Regions from separate parts of the Anser cygnoides genome. Here regions 2, 3 and 4 are each linked to region 1. The links are chromatin contacts, called in public Hi-C maps. All regions are on one chromosome and are shown on one strand. Each heading gives the region's core, a stretch centred on a gene start, on an enhancer-like site or on the middle of the called end of the contact. The rest is flanking DNA. Distances are from core to core; before and after follow the strand shown. Region 1 holds the start of SLC41A1 (solute carrier family 41 member 1). Region 2 overlaps RASSF5 (Ras association domain family member 5). Region 3 holds the start of CDK18 (cyclin dependent kinase 18). Region 4 holds the start of IKBKE (inhibitor of nuclear factor kappa B kinase subunit epsilon).

What was found. A called contact is a pair of places that touch in the nucleus more often than the background predicts.
Region 2: a Hi-C map of liver shows a contact between it and region 1, with 4 times the contacts expected there. The contact joins the enhancer-like site here to the promoter of SLC41A1 in region 1. A contact is called at or near these places in 2 of 7 Hi-C or Micro-C datasets (both in liver).
Region 3: a contact with region 1 is called in a Hi-C map of liver, with 6 times the contacts expected there. The contact joins the promoter of CDK18 here to the promoter of SLC41A1 in region 1. A contact is called at or near these places in 2 of 7 Hi-C or Micro-C datasets (both in liver).
Region 4: a contact with region 1 is called in a Hi-C map of liver, with 2.2 times the contacts expected there. The contact joins the promoter of IKBKE here to the promoter of SLC41A1 in region 1. A contact is called at or near these places in 3 of 7 Hi-C or Micro-C datasets (granulosa cells and liver).

What each region holds. Positions count from the first base shown.
Region 1 is chr25:4,620,004-4,625,855 of Taihu_goose_T2T_genome, forward strand. It overlaps SLC41A1 (solute carrier family 41 member 1), which reads right to left and starts at 4,412. Exons shown (of 12, transcript XM_048070911.2): 1 at 4,317-4,412; 2 at 3,797-3,878; 3 at 2,645-3,405. The coding sequence starts at 3,022.
Region 2 is chr25:4,859,685-4,866,348 of Taihu_goose_T2T_genome, forward strand. RASSF5 (Ras association domain family member 5) reads left to right here. Exons shown (of 6, transcript XM_066982846.1): 2 at 3,599-3,711. Among named protein-coding and RNA genes, the nearest start is that of RASSF5, 9.4 kb to the left of the region's middle. Within about 2 kb of position 2,302, at least 2 of the 3 cell types and tissues checked have open chromatin away from gene starts, as enhancers often do. A contact at or near this core is called in liver, where this site is marked.
Region 3 is chr25:4,429,662-4,435,382 of Taihu_goose_T2T_genome, forward strand. CDK18 (cyclin dependent kinase 18) reads left to right here and starts at 1,416. Exons shown (of 16, transcript XM_066983248.1): 1 at 1,416-1,545.
Region 4 is chr25:4,831,396-4,838,073 of Taihu_goose_T2T_genome, forward strand. IKBKE (inhibitor of nuclear factor kappa B kinase subunit epsilon) reads left to right here and starts at 5,268. Exons shown (of 22, transcript XM_066983185.1): 1 at 5,268-5,430; 2 at 5,603-5,794. SRGAP2 (SLIT-ROBO Rho GTPase activating protein 2) reads left to right here. Exons shown (of 23, transcript XM_066983177.1): 23 at 1-2,816.

The DNA of each region.
Region 1 (5,852 bases), core at 3,162-5,661:
GCGCGCGGGGTGAAGGCTCGCGGCGGCAGCGCGGCTGCAGGCGGCTCGCGGCAGGACGGCGATTCACGACAGCTCGCAGGGGAAGGAAGTGCCAAGGAGGCAGCAGGTTGCAGCAACCGCTGCCGTGGCCGCGCCGCGCGCTGCGTTTCTCTCCCACAGACCCTCAGAAAGCCGTCGCACCCCGAAGAGGCGAGCAGCGTCAGGAGAGCCAGAGCCCCGCGCTCCCCGGGGAGGAAGCAGTAGAGGCTCGGTGAGAAGCCCCGTAAGGCTCCTCCAGGCCTGGCACCGGGGCAGCTCGACCGCAGCGTTCAGCGGGGTTAGCCCGTGCTGTCACGGGTCTGAGGAAGCAGCCTTCTGCCTAGGAGGACAGCGACGGAGGCAGGGAGGACGGGAAGCCACACCTGGGCAAAGGAGGAAGGCGCCGGGGGGCCCGGGGTCAGCATCCCCTGCCGCTCCCAAGGGGGATGCTAACGCTGGAGGTGGCCAGGCGGGGGAAGCGAGCAGGCTCCCTCCTCCGCGTTAGATACCATCCAAAGCATCTCCGGGGGGCAGGCAAGCCTGGAAAACAACCAGCAGGGCTCTGCTGGGAGAGGGGACCGTGCCAGCAGCGCTCTGCTGTGCACAAAAGGCAGGTGGCACGCTTGGACGTCACCTGGCACGGAGCTCTCCAGTCCCAGCGGGAGCAGAGGCAAATTCCCCAGGACACGTTAACGGCTCAGCATGCCCAAAGGCCAGTTTTCACACTGGGGAGACTAATTACAGCTGGCTGATTAGTCTGGTTGTCTAAAGCAGAGGAAATTAAGGGTATGGAGCTCTCCATCCATCACAATCTGTGGCTGCATCCAAAGCAGCGGGACTCCTCTCTGCCCCAGCGCCTTGCTCCCCATGCCTCCCTCCTTTCACCCAAGGCCCTGAGCCCCTGGGGAGCCCGTGACCAAGAGCAGCTCCCCAGACCCTGCAGGCAGGCAGAGACCACACGCTTCCCTTCCCCCCGTTCCACCCCATGGCATTTAGATGCCTCATTTAATCCCAAGGCTAAAGGGAGTTAAAGGAGTTGGCAGGACACGCTGCATAGCTGCATGCTGAGCTGCTGTGGAACAGAGGAATTATCAAGCTTTATTTCTAATGGCCATATATAAAAGGCAAGAGAACGCAGCAGTACGCCACAGTATCCCACCCCTGCCCCTCTCCTCCCCTGCCAGGAGGGCTGTTCCTTCTCCAGGACGGACTTTAGGCTGGGTACAAACCACCAGAAGAGCCACACGGGAGTTTACAGGGAGCTCGCAGAGGGAAACACGTTTGAAACGCCTTTAAGAAAGTTATTCCACTAAATCTGTCTCTCCCCTGGATTAGTTTAGTGCAGCCAGCCCTTCCTGTTCTGAGTCACAACCCAAACCTCACAACTCTTTCAATAGGTTGCATCAAGAGAAACCAGAAGGATGACCAGCATGCAAAGGCATGCAGGAAAGAACCATCAGGGGCAATAAAGGAAAATAAATGTCTGCCTGACCACCCGCACTTACAGACAAATGCCCAGGGCCCCACTGGCACAGCTCGGCTGGAGGTTAATGCTCACTGCCAGCGGCACGGGCGAGTGGCTGACGTTAGAGCCTCACTGCAACGGCTCGTTTACGGCACGCAGGTGAACGGGGGAGCAGCAAGCAGAGCGTTTTTGGCTGCCGACAGCTCCAACATGTCTGCCTCCATCCAAACAGTTCCAGAAAGCCACACTGCACGATCGAGCTCTGCGCCTTACTCGCTGCTTTGGCTGGGCCTCAAGACAAGGAGCTCTGCACTGCCCGTCCTTCGGGGCAGAGGAGCAGGGGTTAAGAGCCCGTCAGCTGCCAGAGACACCTGCTTGGGAAACCACTGCTAGAGAGAAGGCACAGGAGCCACAGCCTGCTAAGTCACGTTTCCCACATGAAAGCTAAGCCAGCTGTGCGGTTCCCATAGTGCCACCCACCTCGGAAGACCTAAGAGAGACCTGCCTGATAACACAACAGTTTTCAGCCAGAGGTAACAGCGAGTTCCCTGCCTGGCCTTTCCCAAAGATCAGCTCCACACAGCTCTCAGGAAGAATAAATCATCCTGTCGGCCCAACTGCTCCTGGCTGCTTCGAGCCCCCGAGGAGGCAGAGCAGGGGCCGCCCAGCCAGCCCTCAACCTGCAGGGCACCACGCAGCGCCCCGCACGCACTGCAACAGGGGAATCGCTGACCTGGCTGGCAGGAGCCTAGCGTGCTGGAACGGCACAGCAAACATTGCGGGCGGTAAGGGGAAAGGGGACGTGCAGGACTGGGGACCAGGGACGCCTACGGGCACCGTCAGGGGTCGACGACCGCTTCATTCCCAGCAGCGACGCGTGGAGCGGTCCCAGTTCCAGGCAGGTGCTCTGGCTGCACATCTGTGACGTCCTCCGAGCTGGAGCAGAGCAGCAGCGGTCCCCGCAGCCCCTCCTCCCCTCGCTCCAGACACCACCAAGATCCAACCCCCTACCCCAACCAGCCTGCAAGGAAACACACTGCTTCCCCTTGTAGCTGCCAAATCAGCCTCGGTATTTGAGTATCCCCTGGCTCGGGAGCAAGCTGTGGTCTATAGAGATGGGACTCGGAGCCCAGCATCGTACCGGGGAGGTACCAGTCCTACCTGCACGATGTCCAGCACCATTCCAGCAGCAACAGTCCCAAAGCCTGCCAGGAGGAACGGAAAGAGGACTTGCAGCCCGATGGAAAACGAGGTCTCCTTGAGCGGTGAGGCTGGCTCAGGACCTCTGTCTGTGCTGGTGTCATCGCTTTCGTTGCTCTGGCTGCCGTTTTCCAGCAGGGCGTCTTCTTCTCGCACCCCTTTAGCGTTGGCGCGGGACTCCAGCACCACCACTTCCACCCCGACACCGTCAGGTCCCAGGAAATCCGAGGGCTCCACCAGCTGCCCTCGGTCTGGACTGGCAAGGCAGTTCATGGGCACCGTGGGGAGCACAGCCCCGTTGGCCTGGTGGGAGTCCTTCTGCTCCGGCTTGGCAGACATGCTGCAGAGAGGCTCTCCTGACCCTCGGCTCGGTGGGCCTACAGCCAGCAGCTGTTCCAGGAGAGATCTTTGGCCAGGGCCTTACACAAATGGCCCTTCCAGCATCTAGAGGCCACCTCTCCTAGCCCTGCTCGCCCGCCTTTGAGTGCAGAGACTGCTCCCGCAGCAGAGATCCCCATCAAGCAAAGTCCAGGAACGGGGGACACCAACAACTGAGCTAGCAGAGAGCGCAGTAGGAGCTGTGAGCTACAGCAAGCTCACTCCAGGTCTCCTTCCCTCCAGCGCCGTGCGGTACAGCAGCCACCGAGATGGGATCCAAGCTCTTCTTCTTCGATGTGTGACCCTTTAGCACATCTTTCTCCAGGTCTTCTTCCAGCAGACTGCTGTGATGGGGCACACAAGGCAGAGAGAAAAACAGATGAAATAAAGACCACGGAAGAAAAGGGAAGCTTAAAGGAACCAGGGGGTAGATACAAGAGGGACTGGCTTTCAGAGACGAAGTTCCCCCAATCCAGAAAAGCTCTTCTTACTACCGGGGCTCTGTTAGTTTCCCCGGTAGCACTTCTCCTCCGCAGAACTTGAGTCTGGAGGCTCCTGCGGGCTTTTGCTCCGTTTCAGCCTGTTCTGCGCTCTCTGCCAGAACAGCCAGCAAAGCTAGCAAGCTCCAAGTGTCACAGCCATCCTCCTCTTCCAGAAGGATTTCTCACCTTACAGCGCGAGGCAAGAAGAGCTCTTATTTAAAGTAACAGCAAGCTCCCAGTTAAGGTTACTTACTGCGCCGAGCAGGCTGCGGGGCAGGAGCTGGCATCGGGACAGCCTCACACCTAACATCCCTCTCCAGAAGCCCGTCCTTCACCTGAAACACAGGGGGGAAAAAAACGCTCCGTTGGGCTCTGCGGCTGTCGGCACAGCGCCCCGTTCATCCCGCAGCATCCCCCTCCAACACACGACACGTCGGCAGCCGCGCCGCTGCCCGGGCCTCCCCTCGCAGCCCCGGCAGGCACCGGGAGGGGGGCCGTGATGCGGTGCCGGGGGCCGAACCCACCCCCCCCCGGGGACAACGGGCTCGGCCCGGAGCTCCCCGCCCCGCCTGGCTGCCGCAGCCCCGGCAGAGCCCCGAGCACCACCGGGCAGCGGTAAGCCTCCGCCAGCCCCCCCGGTCTACCGCAACCGGGGAGCGGCTGCCCGGGGGTGCAGCGGCGGCCCCGGGGAGCGCTGCCCGGCCCCCAGCCCTCCGGCCCGGGACTGCCCCGCGCCCCAGCCCGCCCGGTGCCGCCCGGTGCCCGCTCCGCACCCGCCGCCGGCTCCGCTCCGCTCCCGCGCCGCGGCGCGCCCTGACATCACCGCCCGCCACTGCTGGCCCCGCCCACGCGCGCCGCGCGGCGCCGCCATTGGTCCGGGCGCGAGTGGCGTCACGCGCGGCCCCGCCCCCTCCTCCCGGCGCTGCGGCCCGCGCAGAGGGGAGGGAACGCCCGACGGAGGGGCGGGGCTTAACTGGGCGCGGCTCGCGGGGGGCGTGGCCTATGGCGCGAGCTGTCCCGCCAGGCGGGGGCTGCGCCGCGGGGCTCCGAATGAACGAGGGCGGCTCCCCGCGCCCCCTTTCCCTTCGGTTTCCTTATTTTGGGCTCAAGCAAAGCAGCACGAAGGTGGCTCGGATAAAACCACTGCGGTGTCCCCATTGCCTCAGGCCCTCACACCTTTGCAGTGAGGCTCCCCTACGAAAGCCGAGCTCCCGGAGCAGGCAGCAGTGCTGCTTTCACCGCGCTGCGGTAACTGGCGGAAGCGCACTGGGTTTTGTACCTGTCTGCTGCTGCCCGGGCCACTTGAATGCAGTATTTCAGAGGATAACGAGCACTGGCATTAATTTAACCCTCACGACCTCCTGATGAGGCACTGACAAAGAGACACAGAGGAAAACTTGGGACATACAGAGATGATGTCTTCGCTAAAGCGGCAGCGCAGTTCCACACTCCTGCAGCGGGCTGGGAGTGCAGTCCCAAATCCCGTCTCCAACCCTACCCTCTGTTTTCCTTTGTCCAAACAAACCTGGGCTCTAAGGCTCTCTTTCCGCCTTCATCTTTCCTTCCTGACTCGGAAAATCCACACCTCCCCCGGAGCAGCCGTTCTTTCCCCACCCCCACGAAAACAAGGCCCACCAAAATGTGACCTTGTTGATTAACACTCGGCCAGCTGCACGCTCAGGAAGTGGAAGCGTGAAGACAAAAGCCGCATGAGACAAGAAAACAGAAATAGATAAAATCCCCACCAGCTCGCTGACGCGCAGAGATCAGAAAGGCAGAGGATGAAAGGGCAGGAAATGGGTTTCCAGTTGCGGGGCAGCAGGTACCAAAGGTAATGAGTCCTCGGAAAGGAAAAAATTCAGCGCTGAGCTGCAGCAGGTCATGGAACCGCGTGCCCGTGTGCTTTACAGCAGCCACATGACTTTGGCACTGCCACGCTGCCACAGAGCACAATTTTGGCCTGAACGGCCCAAAGGTGTACGGCATAATTTTCGCCTTTTCATCGAAGGATCCAGCAAAACAAAGTGATTTGGCCAAAGTCATTCAAAATAAAAACCTATCATAGAGTTTGACAGTGTCCTAAGAAGTCCAGACCCTTTGCTGTCTGTTCTAGCTCCACCGCTGTCTGTCACAGATCCAAATGCTGACTTGAATCGAGTCCCAGCCACCTCTGACCAAGGATGCCAGGGGAACCTAGCTGTTAACTTCTTGTAACCAGGAATCTCAACACAGAAACTGAGACCAAGTAATTATGGATAACGACTTACCCCTACAGATGTCAGTCCTGAGCAAAGCAGTTCAGGAAGGCA
Region 2 (6,664 bases), core at 1,052-3,551, 240 kb after region 1:
ACCTGCTCAGCCCTCGACTGCTGGGTGCAGGCACGGGGCAGAGGCAGGGCTGAGTGGCTGCAGCGGGGGGTGTCGGGAGGTGCTCGGTGCCTCCCAGGAGCTCAGGACCTCTCCTGCATGCGCTGGGTGGAGGCTGCGGAGGTGCCCTGATCCCATCCTGCCCACCAGGAGGGGACACGCAGCTCTCGTTAGGTCGCAGGGCCACATCCTGCAGCCTCGGCTGAGGTTACCCCGAGTGACGTCGGGTGGCTCCGGGTGAGCACGAAGGCAAACCTCGTGCGTGGCGTGCTCCAAACGCGCGTGCGTGAGCTGCCCGAGGGATTTCGGGGCTGGAGGATGAAGGGAAGAAAATCTCAGCACAGGAAGGCTCCAGGTGTGCTGCGGATGGCGTTCAGCCGTCGTGCTGGCCAAGATCTCCCTGCCCACGTTTTTGTGGGTTTGCTGATGTTGGGAGGATTTCTGCTTTTTTTTTATTTCCGTGAGTGGCAGGATCCTCAGCAAACCAGGAACTGGAGCTTTGAGATAATTCTTGCAATTTCAAGATTGATTTGAACATCGCACGGGTTGTTTTGTGGTGTGTCCTCTCTGATCGCGCCGCTTTTCCGCCTAGCGCGCGCCGCAGCGCCGCTGCTGGAAGTGCAGATTTCAGCCAAAAAACAGTTTAGAAGCATTAGGCTGAAGGATGCCCCGCAGCATCTGGGGCATTTGGGGGGCAGGGGCGGGCAGGGTGCCTGCAGAGCTATATTTAGGACTAAATGAATGGGGCTGTTTTGCACCATCCAGCTTTATCTCCCCTAGAAACTTTATCTGTGGATAAAGGGAAATTCTTTTCAGCCACTAGTTTGTTTTTTTGTGTGTGTTTCTCTTTTTCTATATTGGGATCACATTTTTGGGTTTTTGTTTTTTTTTTTCCCTTTAAAAAGAAACTGCCTTTCCAAGTGTTGCTTTGTTCGACTGGAATAGAAATTATCTCAAAGCCTAAGTGGAGGCATCCTGCTTCGGTGGCTCCTGGCAAGCCTGTCACGTGGCTGCTTCCTAAAGCTGTGCTGGCTTTCTAAAATTAGTGCTCCCTGCCAGATACGGGGTGATTAGGTCTGCTAATAGGTGCTGGTGACTAAGGAGGTGTCGTGCTGTAATCCTGCAAAGAAATGCCTGCCCGCAATGGGCCCGATCCGGAGGTGTGCTCGGGAGCTGTGATTTCTGTGGTCAATATTACGTATTTCGGACCTCGCCGCGTGCAGGTGCTGCAGCCTTCCTGCCCCATGGGCTGTGGTCGGGGCAAGCTGTCTAAATCTGAAAATCCTGGATAAAATAGGCAGCAGGGAATGGTTAATTTTTTTTTTTTTTTCCTGGTCAGGGGTAAGGAGAGCAGCACAGCCCTTGGTGGCCTCACGCAGGGACCCAGAGCCCTGCTCTGCTGGCGCCGGGTGCTCAGGGGGGGCTGCACCTGAAGCCCCCTCAGGTTGGCACCTCCAGCAGAGACTTGGTGAATGTCCCCTGGTTCAGTTGCTCAGAAGGTCATGCATTAAATTACCATGTAACTGCTCAGCTTATCTCCAATTAAAAAAAAAAGGCAAGGCTCCCTGCTTTCCCCCAGGCTTACTTGAGACAACTGACTTGGAAGAGGAGAATGACAGACAGCTGGTGCCAGATGAATGAGAAACGATTCCCCTGCCTCCCCTGGAGGCGATGCTCTGCCCCCAGGCACCAGCTCTGTTCTTGGGCATTCCCGCGTGGGAGCGTTCGTGGGGCTGAGCAGGAATCCCTGTTGCTGGAGCAAAGGTGGGACATTGCTTTGCTTTCCTGCAAACCTGAGACATTCAAAAGCAATGACTTGAAAGCCAAAGGGAGGGAAAAATAAGTAGAATACAGGAAAATGTGGGTTTTCCTGCAGAGGGGACTCCTGTTCTGGTGTCAACGTTACTGGTTTTTGGAGGGGCTCAGACGTGCATGTGCGAGTCCTTTGCCGGGAGCTTCGAGGCATATCCCCCGCTCCAGGTCTGCTCTGGAAGGTGCGTGATGATGTGAAATTCACAGCAGTAAAGGAATCTCATGCTTCAAGCTGTGCTGGCTCTTTTGGGAGAGCACCAGGGGGGTCTCCTGTCCCCACGGGGCCCCAGCAGTGCCCTGCTCCCCGCGAGACACGGCTCCTCCTGTCCCCGTGCTGCAGGAGCCCCGGCTTTCCTCCACCCCAGGGCCGCGAGCTGCCCCGAGCCCGTCTTGCTCGAGCGCCAGCCGATTTCCATGGAGATATCAAAGGACCCTACTGGCATTGGTGAAATATCTATAGATTTCCAAGCGACTCAGAGCAGTGCAAAAATAAATAAATAGCAAAAAACGGCACAGAGCCGCCACGCAGTGCTGCAGAGGCAGCAGGAGGGGCGGGGGGAGCCCGGGCTGCTTTGCAACGAGCTGCTGGCTGCCGTGGGGGCTCCGAGGCCTGTGGGGACGCCGTGCTGCTGGGCTCGTGTCGCGCATGCGCTGGGGGCAGCAGGGGCAGGAAGGATCCTGCTCGGCCGCGGTGGTGTCGCTGCGTGGGTTTGCTGCACTGCAGCAGCAAGCGCAAGGCGTGCTTTCGGTGCACCCGAGAGCATCCAAAGTCCTGTCTCCTTCTGCTGCGTCAACTCTTTTGCCTTGCTTTGGGGGGGATTTTTTTATTTTATTTTTCAGGTCAGTGACCGCACTGGAATTTTGGATGGTGTAAAAAGTTGCTTTAATGGCATTTGTAGGGCAGTTAAACATTAAACGGGTTGGAAGGGCTGTTAAAGCAGAAGGAGGCTGGTGGCTGCTCTCAGGGGAGAACGGAGGAGTGTGGCTTTTGGGGGAAAAACCCTGGGGGGGATGGGGGGGGGGTGACTGCTGCCATGTCGGACAGGAGGTGCTGGCCGTGCCCAAGGCAGAGCAAGGTGCGTGCCCCAGGAGGCGATCCCAGGGCTCTCCGTGGAATCCCTGCCTGGAGCTAGTTAATGGCCCGCAGCAGGACGGGGCAGCAGCCAAAGCAAACATGTTGTGCCAACGCCTGGCTGCCCCAGGGCAGCCTGCCGGGGGCTTGTAGGTCACGGCCACCACCTGCGTCCTGGTTTTGGGGCACTCTGGTGGTAAATCCACGCCTCGGTCACTGCAACCCCCCTTTGAAATGTTCACAGCTGGTGACCTGACATAGTCTGACTTCTGTCTGATACCGGGGTGGTTTGCCCCTTGACGCTGGAGAATTAAGCGTCCTTTTCCTCATGAAAAGGAAATCAAGCGTCCTTTCTCTCGTGGCCAAGCTTTGCTGCTGGCGCTGTGGCGTTCCTCAGAAGCTCAGCAGGGAAGGGGCATGAGGCCGTGTGGGTCTGGTGGGGCTCGGGCACATCCCGTGTCTGGTATGTTGGTGCTCCAGCGGGTCGGGGAAAGGCGGCAGGACACGAGGCGGGAGCATTGCCCGTGCCAGAGCGTCCTAACGCGAGGTTCCCTGGGGAGAGGGCGCGGGAGCGGTCTTTACAGCTGGGCTTTGCTGCTGCTTGCCCCCGTCTGCAGCTCGGAGACCCTGCCTTAGGGCTCCCGGGCTCCCCCCCAGCGGGGAGCGGGTGCTCACTGTGTTCTCCTCTCTCTGCAGACTGCAGGTACACGTGCCACCCGCAGTGCCGCAGCCTCATCCAGCTGGACTGCCGCCGGCCCGGCCCCGGCCAGCTCTCGCCCGAGAGCACCCTCGTGCCTCCCTGCAGCCAGGTACGCCGGGGTCCCCGTGGTGGCGGTCGCCTTGCGATGCTCAACCCCATCTCTCTACGACCTGTTTCTTGCTCCCGAAGGGTTTGACAGGGGGATGTTTTGTCACAGGCAGGTCAAAACCTGCCCGAATTGGGTCTGATCCGCACGGGGAGGGACAGGATCGGACACAGGCAGCGCTCCTCGCTTTTGCTCGCATAATCCACTGCTGCTAAACCGGCAGCACAGCAGCACGCAGCCACTTCAACAGCTGGCTTTATCTGGTGTCAAGAAAATCTGGAGGAAGCACCATCAACAAGGTGGTTTGTTTGTTTTTGGCGCGGGATGCATGTAAATGCTGTGCTGCGCCTGTGCGTGGTGCTGCCGTGAGCTGCTGGGGCTGGAGGGGCTCTCCCTGAGTTATTTGAATAAGGGCGTGAAGCCGTAGCTGTTTGTTTACATCTCCCTCAAATGTCAGCGGGTTTCCCCCAGCGACATTTTAAAAAAAAAAAAAAAAGCTTCATTTTTAGAAAAACTAGGAAGAGGTGTTTCTTCTTCAGGGTGACGAGGGCAGCCGGGGTTATTGATGGCTCTGATAATGAACACGGAGCCCACGCTTTGCAGCAGTTTGTCACTGATGTGACCCTGGCGTCATCCCCCCACGTGCCTGGGGAGCAAAAATCCCTCTGATTACAGCTGCAGGCTGTACGTACGCCTGCCCTGGGGCCCCGGCTGGGCATTCCCTGTCCCGGGAAAGGCTGCACTGCTGGGGTGCCAGGGGTCTGGTATGAGGGTGAATCACAGCAATAAATCTGTTCTTGTTTGCGCTTTTGAGAAGTGTACCAGGGACCAGCAGTGCCTGCATCCCTTACGCCTTTTGGGCTTGGACACCCTGATGGCTGGGATTTGGGAAGAGAGGTGGATGTTCAGGTTTGCACGACCTAGGCCCATAAGGGGGAGTACACAGCCACGTTCCTGTTGTGCTGCTGTTGGCCAAGTAGTTCTTGCTGCTTGAAAAAGGAGAGGTGAAGGGGAAATAGTGTCAGTATTTCAGAAAGAGACTAATAGGGTGCCGTAATACACCAAGGGAAAAAAAGGGGATTGGCTTCTGGAAACGCAGGAAACTTCAATTAAGAGGTGGCATAGTTGGAAGTCAGTAAATAGCATTACAAATGTAAGCAAACCAGAAGCACTGGAGAAATAGCTGCTTTAATATCACGCAGTTAAATACTGCTGCCGTGTAGTACCAGGCATTAATAATTCAGGCTTTGATCCAGCAAAGTACTTAAGACAGCGTTACGTTCGGGTCCCCGATTAGTCTCCCTGGGTGAAATCCAGGCTCCGCTGAAGCTGGCGAAAGCTCTGCTGGGCTCAGCACCAGGGCTGCGGCCCTTGGTCTGCTCAGAGGTTTGCACCCGGGCGCTGGTTTGTTCTGCAGGTCGGCTCGAGCGCAGACTGACGCTGGACAAAAGGGTCAAAATCAGATTTTATTTTACTTTTTTAATGGTGGCGACTTCCCAGGCAGTGATCTGCAGTGGCAAAGCTGAGGCTGCTCGGGGAAGCTTTGCATGGGGCAGCAGTGCCAGCTGTGACCGCTCCACCTGCACAGCCCCTGCAGCACGGCTGCTGCTGTAGCTCATTCTTCTGTTTTCACCCCAAAATGCCCAGGGCTGAGGCTTCAGTGGGGATCCAACCCCTGCACCCTTCGTGGGCCCAGCGCTCGCTTTCTGCTCGTGCCGTGCATGCTCGATGTAAGCCTCTTGCTCTGCTAAATATAGCCTGGTGAAGCTGCGGAGCTTGGTGCCACTGCAGAAGGATGCACGTTGCTAAGAGGACAGCTGATTTTTTTTGCGGTGTTACAAGTAGCTTTGTAAATACGCCGTTTGGATTCTTGCCTTCTGCTTTGAGATGCAGGTGTTGCGTCCTGCTGCACGGCTTGTGCTGACATCCCATTTCGTATTCATGTTGCTGGCTTGGGGGTGCAGAGCTCTCAAAGCCTCGTAGCAATTCAAGTCCTTCAGCTAAGGGATACGGATGGAAGGGTGCGAAACGCCGTCTGCAGCCTGTCAGGAGGGGAAGAGGTTTTCAGGAGTGGATGGATGGGGTTTGCGCAAGGGTCTGGGAGCCCTTGCAGAGCAGCTGAAGGGTCCCTGTGAGCTGACGGGGCGAGGGGCAGCCCCTCTGCACAGACGTGGTTTGCTGATGGTCCTACTGCAGCTACTCGAGCCGGGAACTCGAGCCAAGGCTCCTGCCTGCCAGCTCCCTGGGCTCGCTGGTGTGGTGTAAAAATAGCTCTTGGTGGTGGGAATTGTGCCTTGAAAGGGACATGAAGGACTCAACAGGAGAGCAGCCCTCTGGGCACAGCAGTGCCTTGCCTGGTGGGCTGCTCCAGGGCCTTCTGCAAGCGTGCGCTGGGGTCTCCTGGGGGCTGCACCCAAACCTCTGGGAGCTTTTCCTGCTGAACCTTTGTACCTCCACCTGCCAGAGCACCTGGTGATGAGTTCATGGATGGCATGGGAGGGTGCTCTTCCTTTTGGTTTGGAACTTACTATGTTATTAATGTAAACATCTCCCATGATTTCACAGCTCTCCATCATGTCTGTGCTCTCTCCGGTTCCTTCTTTCCTGACCTAGGCTGGCTCCAGGAATGGAAACCTTGTTGTACCTCTGGTCTGTGCTGCCCTTCTCCGCACCTCTTGTCATTTTTTATTCATTGGGGTGGGGTGGGCTGGCTGGCCAGGTCTTGCATGAAGTATTTGAAGTGTGTGCCTGGGATGGATTTACTCAGTGGCACAGTACCTTCAGGCCTTGTTCCCTTTCCCTTTCTGAAATAATTATGATGCTGCTTTGGCTGCTGCCGAGCACTGTTCATGGGGTTTCACCTGGGATTAACCTGACTGTGAGGGCTGCAGAGGGAACTGGATGCGTGTGAGCGTGCTGCGAGGGGGGAGCGCGGGGCTGTGCGCTGGGGTCGGCT
Region 3 (5,721 bases), core at 166-2,665, 190 kb before region 1:
CCACAGGCAGAGCAAGCATTACTAAAGGCTTCATGTTTTAGCTGGGTGTTGCCATGGGACAGGTTTAAGTGAAGAAATAAAAGGGAGTTTTGAGCAGCCTGGAAAGCATCCCGGTCCTCCATGGGGGCTCAGCTCTTACATTTCTGCAGTGCCATCTGTGAACCACTTCCCCGCTCCTCCGAGTGTCTCCCAGCAAAGTTGATGGTTCTAATATAGCAAATGAGAGTCAACAAGTCCCCCAGGACTCCCACGTTCAGAAAGGAAATGGGAAAAAGGAGTTCTGGCAGCAGCAGAACTAAATGAGCCCGAATTTGTCTCTTCTGGACAGCCTTCCTTGTGGACTCACGTTGCCTGGAAGGAGCAGATCCCACATACTTCCTGGGGTAGGATTTCTCCCCAGAGACCTTGTGCCTCCTCTCTTCCTCCTCATCAGCTCTGCTCTGGCCTCTGGGTGCCTGCACAGATGGGTTTTGTCCCGTCCCTGCACGGGTGTCCTGCTGCATCCCTCTGCCTTCCCCAGCCACGTTGAACCTCCTGTGCATCCCTCAGATCTAAGCATAAAGCACATTAATTACAAAAACTCTGCTGACAGACAGGTCGGTCTGCGGAGGGAGGGCGAGGATTAATATAGCTGGGGATATAAGAAATTAATTAGTTTCAGACAGACAACGTTGGCACCTCCAGTCAGCCTAATTTATTTCCACGGCCCGTCTAATTTTGGCAAACGGGGAATGTTTGGCTAAATATAAGGCAATAAGAAATAGCTGGCGTGGAAGGTGAAGCTGCCACTAAAGACGTAGCCTCGCTGGAGTGTCGGAGCCTGAAATTCCCGGGGCTGCCCTCGGGTGGGGACCACGCAGCCATCCTCCCCCGGACACCCCCCTGCACCGGGCAGCCACTTTCGGCGGAGGCTGCGGGTCCCGGGGGCGCCCTGCAGCGGGCACCGGCACCTCGGGGCTGCCCCCGCTGCCGGGCATCTGCCCCGGGACGAGGAGGAAGAGCCCCGGGGGGGTGGGGGGGGGGGGAATTCCCGGCCCGCAGCATCCCGGCACGGCCCCGACCGGGCTCTGCTCGGCCCCGGGCTGCGGCGGGGAGGAGCCAGCACCGGCACCGGCACCGCGCCGGGTCCTGCGGCAGCACCGCTCCGGCTCCGGCTCCGGCACCGCTCCGCTTCCAGCACCGGCACCGCTCCGGTTCCAGCACCAGCATCGGTACCGGCACCTCTCCGCTTCCAGCACCGCCAGCGGGCACCACTCCGGTTCCAGCGCCGGCACCGACCCCGCTCCAGATCCCAGCACCGGCCCCGCTCCGATTCCAGCACCGGCACCGCTCCGGCTCCGGTACCGCTCCGGATCCCAGCCCCGGCCCCGCTCCGGTCCCAGCCCCAGCCCCGGCCCCGCTCCCCCTCCGGCCCCGGCGCTGCCCCGGCTCCAGCCCCGGCCCCGCTCCCAGCCCGGCCCCGCAGCACCGCCCCCGCCCGGCCCCGGCCCCGGCCCCGGCGAGGCGGCGGAGGAAGGAGGAAGGAGGCAGCGCTGCCGCGGCCCGGTGAGTGCCGGGGGGAGCCGGGCTGGGGGGGGACCCCGAGCCGGGCAGCCTGGGCTCGGGGGCTGGGGCTCCCTCTTCTGCTTTCGGGGCTGTTGGGGAGGGGACGGCAGAAGTTGGAGGCGCGGTGAGGGAGGGCTCAGCTCGGACCAAGCGCGGCGAGAATTTCCAGCGGTCTGCCCGCTGCTGGAGGAGATCCCTGAGCGCGTTTCGGTGCTGAGCGTGGGTTAGGGAGCCCTGCTCGGTGATTTCCCCCCAGTCAGCTCCTCCAGCGTGTGCTGCTCGCTGGGGGGCCCAGCACAGGTTGGGGGGGGGGGCGAGGGAGGCCCGGAGGCTGCGGGGGGCCACGCAGCTGGCTCCGGTGTGGAAGTTCGCGGGGCTGCTTGCAGGAACCACACGCTCTGCCCGGCGTGCTCCTTGCACTGCTGCCTTGTGCCCGTCGCTATCGGCCACGTCCCTCCGAGGCGCCTGTTGCTGAGCTCCCGGGGTGCGGAGCAAGGAGCTCCCCCCAGGCAGGACTGCGGGGAGCTGGTGCCCCTGCCATGCCAGCACCCGTGCCAGTCCGCCTTTGACAAACCAGCTCCCCTCTCAGTGAAAATAAACTGGAAAGAGCCTGCAGGCTGCTGGGCGCGATGGTGGCACGAACTCTGAAAGGAGAAAGCATCAGAGGTGGGCCTGAGGCTGCTGGCGAGGGGCTTTTTGTGCTCTGCATCAACCAAATGAACCATGTGAGCGGTGTGCTGGGGTTGGAAGAGTTTGGGGGGGGGGGGGGAGGAGAGCTTTGGATGAGCAGCAGGCAGAGAGGTGGTGCTATGGATGAGGTCTGTGAAAGGGCCAGTGCCTTCAGACAGGACCCGTGTCCTGCTTTGATTTCCTCCTGGGTGGTAACGGGGCAGCACGTAGCGCTGCGATGCGTGCTAACACACAGCTGAAATGGGGTAAATGCAAGCGGAGTCTTGTCTTCCAGCCTCACGCGGTTGTGACAGGGCATCTGGGTCACCCCAGCCGTGCAGAGGTCATCCGAGGCAGTTCCTGTGATCCTGGGAGGGTTCCCCTGATGCAAACGCCAGGCTGTGGTGGCAGTCGGTCAGTTACTGGCATGGGGACACACCGGCAGTGCCTCACTCACGGGTCTCAAAGTGCGTTCATAGTCCGCAGCATCCTGTCCTCTGGGAGATACAAGCACGTCGGTGGGACACGACACGTCCAAGAGCGAGGTGCAGAGAAGGAAGAGGCAGGGATGGAAGCTGGGAACCTGGTTCAACAGCTGGCATGGCCTTGAAACTTTTTGTGTGTGAGGCATCCAGCTCTCAGTTTGCTCTGATTTTCAGACTCTCTTTGACTGTCATGCCAGAAGATTTCTGTGCTGGTTTTGGTGCCTGTACTGCAGGACCACTTCCTTCTGATGGGAGGGTTTGCAGATTTCAGATTTGTTCCCAGGCGCCCAGACTTATGCACATGGTCTGAATGAAGATAATTAATAAATCAGTAGTGGAATAACCTCCCCAGCAATGACTGGGTGTTCCTTCTCTCTTAACTGCTTGGAAGAGCAGAAATGTTACAGCTGAAGAGCAGCGCTCCAGCGATCTGACTGTCCCTGGCCGTGCCGTGGATTCTCTCTGACCTTGGACCCGTTGCTGTATCCCCATGTCTGAGTCTCCATCTGTTAACACTTGACCTTGTTTTGTTCTCGCAGGTTTGCTCCCTGAGATCTGTAGAGCCTTGGGATGCTGGCAGAGCTAGGCATGGAAGTGCTAAAATGCTCGTTTCAACGCCTGAAGGTCCCTTTCACCAAACAAGCTCCCTTTGTGGTCCCTTGAATGGACCCTTCACGTAGGCTTCGCTGGCAAGAGCGTGACAAAGCGAAGCGAGGGTGTCACATAGCCAGGCATTACAGGTGACCGAAATGCAGCAGACGTGCCCTTTTTCCTGGCTTCCAAAGTAGCTATTTTAAATCTTTAGCTGCTGCCTTTCGTGTGCACTCACTGCCGCCGTCGCTGTGTTTGTCACAGCTGGGCACGGCTGGGCACGGCGGCCCTGCAGGTTTGGCCTTCTGCTGCTGGCACTGTAAGCAGACAAGATAGATGAAGGCAGCTTCATTTTGCATATGGGAAAGTGGAGAGACAAACGGCTTGCTCCGGGTGCGGCAGGGAGCCTGTGGCAGTAAGGGAGCTGAATTTTGACCTCCCAAGTGCGCAGGATCCCTCCTTTTGCTCTGTCCTACGTGGTGCCCCCAGCCACTTGGTGAGACAGAAACCCATGTATTTACTTCACGTATGTCGTGTATGCATTAAGATATTAATGCTGCATTTTCCACTGAAACCATCCCCTTGGTCTGGCCTTCTGGAGAGAAATCAATGTTTGGTCATTCCTTGTAAACCCCGAGACATTCCTCTGGCTTCCTTACAGACCTGAGGTTTGGGCCAGGAGCTCTGAGAATCTCCAGAAAACCTGGGCTGTATGTTTGGAGTCACGTCCAAATGATTTTAGGAGTTGCCAGGAGGGTTTATACTCACTAAAGGCCTCCCAAATTCTCATTCCACACTCGGGAGAACTGAGGCAAAGCAGCAACTCCGTGGCATTGGCAGCGGGACAGGGACTCCAGGCTCTGGGGACAGCGACAGAGCTCAGAAAAGCTCCGAGCCCAGCTTGGCGTGAGTTTCACTCTGGGTAATTAGTGAAACCCCGAGAGGTCAGCTCTGCCCCTGCTTGATGACGTGCCCTTGGTTCGCATCCATACAGATAGACAAACAAGAAAAGGTCCCTGTTTAAAAGGCCCTTTAACCCCTTTTAGCAAACTCTGCCCAGGCAGAGGTTTGACCTGCTGAATTTGCTTTTCTCCAAATTAACTCACTTCTGCTGTTTGTAGAGGGAAAACTGATAGCAGAAAGCAACCTGTTGATTAATGTAGATGTGAACGGCTAGATTACAATCGGGTGAACAATTAACTTTGCAGAGTCGATCTGTAATCAGATGAAGCATCTTTTGCTCTCTCCTACTATGCCTAATCAAGGTTTCTTTTCAGGTAGCGTTTTGCCCGCAGCCAGCACTGCTCATCTGCTGCTTGTTTGCTCAGCCACTCACAATCTCGGCTCCTATCTTTGTCTAGCCAGCCTGGCTGAAAAAGAAGCCAGTGTGAAATTGTTTTCAAGCCACAGAGCAGAGCAAGCAAGCCTCCAGAGATAGCTGGGGTTGGCCTGTGCTGCTGACACCACTGCAATATCTCATCTCCTTTGATTCTTTCTTTGCCTCCCTCCTTTCACGTGGCTTGTTTGTGCTCCATCTCCAGTCACAACCTGAGATCGGTATTCTCTTGCCTTCTGGGTCTCCTCGCTGTTTTAGGGATGAGCTCCAAGCCGCCACAATTAAGTCTCCACTTCGGAGCCAGGCTTGGTGCTCTGCGTTCCCAACGGGAAGAGCCCGCAGGGCTGATCCCTGCTGAAACCCTGACCCTTTTTGCACCTGAGCAGCAGCTGGGCTCCTGCTAAAATTCTCACTCCTGTGCTGAATACTTAACGAGCCACAGCTTGAAGAGCTGCAGGAACACAGATGACAGAGCAGGAGGCTTCCCCAGGTTTTGGGGCAGTTGCTCCTGGGAGTTGGATTTGGGCACTTTTTGCTTGCGGTGTTTCTGTGCCACCATCTCGTATCAGGTACTGTCCCTGCGGCGCTGGGGGGATAAATAACTTGCAGAGTGCTCACACTGTGGAACTGAGGGCTGTTTGACCCGCTGTTTTCAAAGATTAATGCTCCTTGCTTTTTTGGGAAGCAGGCCTCCCGGAGCAGCTCAGGTGGGGGCATTTCAGAGCATCCCTGGCTGCGCGCAGACCGCTGCGGTCTGTCCCTGGGTCTGCTGCTGACCTGCTGGGAGCCTGGCTCTCTATTGTGCTTCCCTTTTATCTCCCTTTGTGGATTTAAATCAGGAGCATTTGGAAGCAGGGACAGTTTCTCATCGCTGCCTTTTGCACGGTAGTCCTCAGTCTCTGGGGCCAGCATAATGAAAATAATACGTAACGCGAGTAGCGAATTTCTGATGCGATGCCATCGGTGCCTGGTACCGGTCACCTCTGCCAGCACCGTGGGAACACATGGTATCATCAGAGCTGTTAGTGCTTGTGATGCACAGCGGAGGAAGTAAACAGGATGGAGCAGTGCAGGGTTTGCTGCCCTTTTAGTAGT
Region 4 (6,678 bases), core at 4,018-6,517, 210 kb after region 1:
GAGACCAACGTAGTGTGGACAAATAAGACACAGTGGTTTGCTTGGGGAGGTATCACTGTTGATTCATATCTTCATGTTCAGAAGAAATATTAGCTCTTCCATGGAAATTCTTTCATGACTTTTATGTAATGTATGTGTCAAATATAAAGACAAGAAGTGTTTGATAACTGGAATAACGTATGTCTGTTTGATAGTGCTTTGTATGAACAAAGAGTTCTTGTTCATCAAATGTTGGATTGAAATAATCCAAAGCAAAACTTTTAAAATAAAATACAATTTTAGGTGATCAATCTTAACAGTTTCTGAAGCTCTAACCTTTTATGTTTTATTTCCCTTGTTGGGAATTGAGCAGTGTGCTTTAATGATTGCTAAATTTCTGCCTTTTTAGGGTAATCCAAAGGCTCACAGTTGATAAATTGTAAATTCATTCTTCATGTCAAAGAAACGGGACATGAGCGAGCTTTTCTCATTTTATCTGTACTGGATATTTTGTTGCAATGAAAATGATTAAATAATTAGAGTGCACTGTGACAGCAGGAAGAAACACGTTGTATATGTATGTATTTTGATACCTGTTTAAAAGGAGTCTTTGGGTTTCCTGTGATGAATACCTCATATGTTTGATTTTGGGGGGTTTTGTTGGATTTTTTTTTTTTTTAAGGCAAGATTGTTCTTGCACAAAAGTAGGTTAAGATAACCAAGTTCTCATAAATTTCTTTACAGAATCAAAACACTTCAGAGTTTGGCAAGAAATTCCATCTGTTACAATTCTCACCTTGCACTGGGTGTAGGGCGAGCAGTCGCTCGGCTGTTGGCACGTTTGGGATCCCTCCAGCGATGTTAAGACAGAAGAGGTCACTGCAGATGGAGTTTGCTGCCTCATTTCTTTTCCTTTGTGTGTCAGAACCTCAAATTCAGTGAACGTTGTATAGGTTTTGGGTTTCGTTAAGCATTTGAGAGAGTTTCTTCAAGAGAAATAAATGTCTCTAGTTAGCACTTCAGATCCTTTGCATGCATTTCCCTGGTGGACTGGAATGCTCCGTCGCTTCATGAGGTGTGTGCGGAGGGGATACCCAAGGTCGATGATGTTCTCAGCTGGGCCCAGCTTGCTCATAATGATGGGAAAATGCCCATCGAGGCGATGTGTGTGATGGGCTTGGTGAGATGCCGACCTCCCTGGTCCCTGTGCAGCACAGCGGCAGGCCCGTGCCTTGCGGGAGGCAGCGCTGAGGCTTGTGTTAATTCAGTGGACCAGGTTATGGGGTGCCCACGCTTGGCAGGATCAAGCCCTAGGTGTACAGGAATGTGCTGCAAAGTGTAAATGCATTTACTCGCTCACAAGCTAGGAAAAATGTTTTTTTTTTTTAAAAAAAAGCCAGAAAGAAAACGGAAGCATTTGGGCACTCCCATCACTAATGAGGCTGTACAGAACAGGCAAAATGAGCTTAACAAGCTGGGGATTTATTTATTTTGAAATTTTTAGTTTTCACAAAAATATTAAGCCTTTTTGTGGGCTTATCTCTGGCATTGGCAAACATCCCACAACCACCTTTACCAACGTGAAGCTGTTCTGTAGTGGACTGGTAGCGCCAGAGGCCTTCGCAGAGGGGAGCGATGCTCCCTCGTGCCGAAACGTTCCCTGCAGAACGCTCCCGACCTGCAGGCCTGAGGAAATGCTGAGCACTTACTGGCGGGCTGGACTGAACTTTTGGGTTTGAGTTTACACGTCACTTTCTAAGAATCCTCTCTCCGGATCAGCTTTTCTGCTCGTCTCTTATGTGTGCAACAACCCGGTACTTGAAACGAATACTTGACCCGCTGCCCTGCGCCCGCACAAGGCCCGAGGCGAGGCGCCGGGAGGTAGAGCGAGCGCTTTCCAGGCTTGGCTCTCGGAGTCTATTTTGGTGGACAAAGAGATGCCAAAGCAGCAGTTCAAGGCCTGGAAAATGTAAGATTTTTTTTTTTCTGTTCTATTTTGTGCTTCCTATAACGTAGTTAGAGACGAGAGCGTTGTTTTTCGAATATGGGCCAAAAAGAGGCGAAGGCGGAGAGGGAGGGCAGCTCCCGACTGCGCTAATACTTGATATACCACGCTTCGTACAGGGTAAATATTGAGCAGTTTGCAATGGGAATAATAGACGGACCCTTCATTTTAAAGGCACTGTTGTAACTTTACTTTTGAAGTGGACTTCACCAGCCTTTCTCTCCAGGCAGAGCCCTGTAATTCGAATAAATGAAGTCCGATGGAACTGGACTCGTGAGTGTGCCAAACTGCTGGAGCAATACTTGTAAGCGGCAGGTTCTTTACAAGACCAGCTCTATGTAGCCAAAATAGGGCAATCGTTGAAACCACCTCTGATGCATTTTCAAGAATAGCAGCGATGTCATGGTTCTACTGTAATGTAAGAAAGTTCGATTGCAAAGTCTGGAAACCTTGTTCTTTGTTGGTCTGAAACCTCAGTCCTGCAATAGTGGGCTCAGGCTCGTGTGGTGCGTTGGCTTTTTGGTTTTTATTAACAGCAGTTGTTTGGTGGGATGGAATGTTCTTGCTAAAACAGTTTCCATTGTTTCATGTCTTCTACACCAATATATATATGGTGTATATATTAAACTGTGTAAAATTGTACTTTGTATATATAACTGTACAATATGGAGGTACATCCTTTTTTTTTTTTTTCCTTTTGGTACAGTATTGTACAGTATTAGGAGTATACGTGTTGGAAATGTTAAATCCATACTGGGGCTACAAAATGTATCCATTGTCATTAGCAATAGTTTTGGAGAAATAAATGTTTTGGGTATGGTGGAAATACTGACCTATGGGCGCCAGTAAATGATGTGCGGCGTGCGTGTGTGCGAGTGAGCGCGTGTGCCCGCGAGCGAGCGTGCGTGTGCCCGAGGGGGAGCAGGGATGAGCATCGCCTGCGTGCCCCTTCCCTGCAGCCCCACCAGCCTCGGGCCTTGCAGGGTGTGTGAATTATCGCTGGCTCTGGTAAGTGAGGAAGAATCTGCAGGATCCAGCAATCCATGTCACCATTCACAGCGCCGGGGCACTTGAATAAAGTGGGCAAGGAGCGTGGTCCAGCCTTGCCTTTTCTGGACCCCAAAGCGTGCCCCAGTAATACCAGTGGCGGGGATGCTGGGTGCAGTTTTGCAGCCGAGTGGGGATCCCTTCTGCCACGAGGGATGGGTATGGGTGGTGTCTGCAGCCCCTGGCTCCCAAGGCTCCTTCCTTCCCCAGCGGTGGGCACCTCTGCTTGCCGGGGGGCAGCCAGGAAACGTTTGTGTGCTTCCAGCCCCGCTCCTGCTCGGCCCCCACACACCTCATAACAGGATTCGGCAGAGCATGAACTTGCCTTGCAATGACCTGATTGCAAAACGCATAATCTTCCTCATTTTCCTGGAGAGGACGGGCCTCAAACCCTCTCTGGGAAAGAGGATTTAAGATCGAGATTAGGGATTGGGTCACCGACATTATTACCGTTTTTTCCCCCATCTCCGCTTTTCAGTGTGCCTTTTTCAGAACGCGGCCCAGAAACTGTTGTCAGGGGCTTGTAATTTTGGATTCCCTTTGTTTAGGTTTGAGGGGATTAATTAATTACAGCCCGGCTGATGCTGAATCCAGATGTGCTGTGCTGGAGGTGGGCTGGGGCTGGCCGAGCCCCCGACTCCTGGGGTGCAGCAGCGGGGCTGGGGGCAGCCGCGCGCCCCGTGCCCCCCACCCGGGCACCTCCAGCTGCAGGCCCCCACTTTTTGGGGCTGCTCTGGGCCACCCGTGAGGCTCCGGGATCAGTCCCCTGGGTGATAACGGATCAGAAGGGGGGAGCCCCCTCCCTGAGCCCCCCTTGATTTGCAGGGGGCAGGCTGAGGGGTGCTTTTATTTCTTTTTTTTTTTTTTAATAACCACGAGCTAGGAAGTGGAGGGACATAATAGGGACAAACGATTGTGGTTCTCCAGCAGCGCCGAGGAGGATGCTGTAACACCCTTGCCCCCTTCCGATCGTCTCCTTTCCCCCCCCACCTTCAGCGCAAAAAAGGGGGAGCGGGGTCGGGGCTGCGGCCCCGGGGAGGGCGCGGCTCCCCCCGACCCCCCCCGCCGCGGGGCCGGATCCCTGCGGGAGCTTCGGCATCGGTGGGGCTCTGCTGCCCCCGCCTGGAGCAGGCGCTGATGGCTAAATCCTTCCTCCTGAGCTCCTTCCCTGCTAAAACCCTTCCTCCCGAGCTCCCTCCCTGCTAAAACCCTTCCTCCCGAACTCCCTTCCTGCCAAAATCCTTCCTTCCAAACTCTGTTCCTGCTAAAATCCTTCCTTCCCAATTCCCTTCCTGCTAAAATCCGGTCTCCTGAATCCCTTTCCTGCTCAAACCCTTCCTCCTGAGCTCCCTCCCTGCTAAAATTCTTCCTCCTGGACTCCCTTCCTGCTCAAATCCTTCCTTCCAAACCCTCTTCCTGCTGAAATCTTTCTTCTTGAACTCCCTCCCTGTTCAAATCCTTCCTCCTGAATCCCTTTCCTGCTCAAATCCCTTCCTCCTGAGCTCCCTTCCTGCTCAAATCCTCCCTTCCCAGCTCCCTTCCTGCTCCTGCGAGGAGCCTTGCTGCACAACCGACAATAATCCTTTTGGGGCGTTATAAAGTATTTTAGTTATTTCCTGCCTGCCTTTACCCATCAGCAGCCCAGCTCGGCTCATTGTCGGTGAAAGCTGAACCCACGCGTGCGGGTCAGAAACCTGAGAAACACCTGGCAGGGGGTTATGGCCCTAAAGCCTCCCTTTCGGTTTCTTTTTGCAGCAGGGAGCCGAGTCCCACGGGGGGCAGCAGCGGGGTGGGAGCAGGCGAGGGGCGCGGGGTGCCCGTGGGCAGCTCGGGAAGAAATTTCGGCATTTCCCTCGGCGGGTTTCACTTCGCCTCTTCCTGGCCTTAACGGCGCTCATCGGCGCGGTTTTGGTGCAGGCCTGAGACGAGAAACGAGCTGTGGTTTTTTTTTTTTTCTGCGTGGGGAAAGGTTTCCGAAGCGTCCCCAGCCCATCTCAAAGGAGGCTGGAAACGACTTTGCGAAGTCGTCCGTCCCTTTCTCTTCCCGTTAGCTGAGCTGCAGTGAGGTGACTCTGATCTCGGCGATGCGGCGCTTCGCTTCTGCGGCCGCCGTGACCGCCGCCGGGCCCTGCTGGCTCAGCACCGCGCCGCGGGCTGTGGGGCAGCCTCTCCCGTGGCTGCGAAACGAAGCTCGGCCGTAATTAGTGAGCGAGTTAGGCGCAGGGTTTGTGTGCAGAGCAGTGAAGCATCGCATCCTTTCTTTGCACGCATCTCGTGCTCACAGATTCAAACACTGATGCAGGCTTCGTTCCGCCAGGAAAGCTCCTAGACGCATCCCCGTGAGCCTAAAGAAATTCCTGACAGAGGGACCCGGGCTGCTGGTGCTGAGGCTGGGCGAGGTGAGGTGTGGGCACTGGAAGCCAGAAAGTGAGCAGGGAAAGTGAGCCGGGTGTGCAGGCAGTGGCAGGGTGCCCTGAGCACCCCCCATCCCGCACCGTGCACCCCTCATCCATCAGCTCCAGGCCTGGGCTGTGACCCCCTTGCCCTCCCCGCTGCCTTTTTCCCCAGCAGGGCCAGGATCTGAGCATCTGGGGCTAATTCTGGCCCCTCTCTGGGGACACCCCACGGAGGCACCGCTGAAGCGTTGCTGCGTGACCGAGCCCGTGTGCATGTGGGGCCGGTGACGCTGAGCCCCGCCACGGCCTCCCTTGGTTTTCCCTGCTGAGACGAAAAGTCCTCGATCTCCTTGATCGCTGAAATACGGTGAGAGCGACGCTGGAGGTGCAGCTCGGGAGCAGCCGGGGCTGGGGAATGCCCCGAAATCTCCCCTCCGCCCTTTGCTCGCTGCCGAAAGCCGCTGGCAGTGTTTGCAGGCGCTGGGGCCGGGCCGGATCTGGTGCTTCACACACATGGGGGGAGGGTTTGCGGCTGGGGAGGGAGGCAGCCTTGTTTGCTCTGTCTGCACCTGCTTCCTCTCGCCTTCTCTGCGCTTCTTTGGGGCAGCTTTACCTGGGGCAGGCTCAAAGGCTCCTGCGGGGACAGGGAGCTGCTGAGCTCTGCGGTGCTGGCACAGCCGGGAGGGAGCTGGAGCTGGGGTCTGCAGGAACACCCCCGGGGAACAGGAGAGGCTGGGGTGAATGAACGTGGTTGCATGGATAATTTTGTGGTCCCAGGGTGCGTGGGCACCGCCGGAGCCGTGCGGCAGCCGCGGCGTGGCTCGGCTGCCGGGAGCACGCTGGGCTTGCACAAGCAGAGAGGTTTTGGGGCAGGGCCGGAGGAGCTGAGCTGTCCTTGCAGCTGGGTGTGGGAAGCCTCTGGGACCTGTAACTTCTGCAAAGCAGCTCTTGGAGACGGACAGGTCGTGATAAATCCATCTCCTCACGGAGCTATGGAGAAGAGTTGGAAAAAGACCAGCAGCTGCAGGCTTCTGTGCTCTGGAGAAGCCCCTGGTGGGGCTTTGAGCACCCGGTGGCTCCGTAAGCAGAACAGTGCCAGCAGCCCACCCTGAGCACGTCCCCACGTGCAATACTGCAGCCCGTGCAGCTGGGGCCAGCACTGACCCCTCAGCACCAAACAGGCACGGCAGGACCGTGCCTGGGAGCCTGGCACCGCTGACGGAGGCTGAGCACAGCCCCTGGGCACGCATC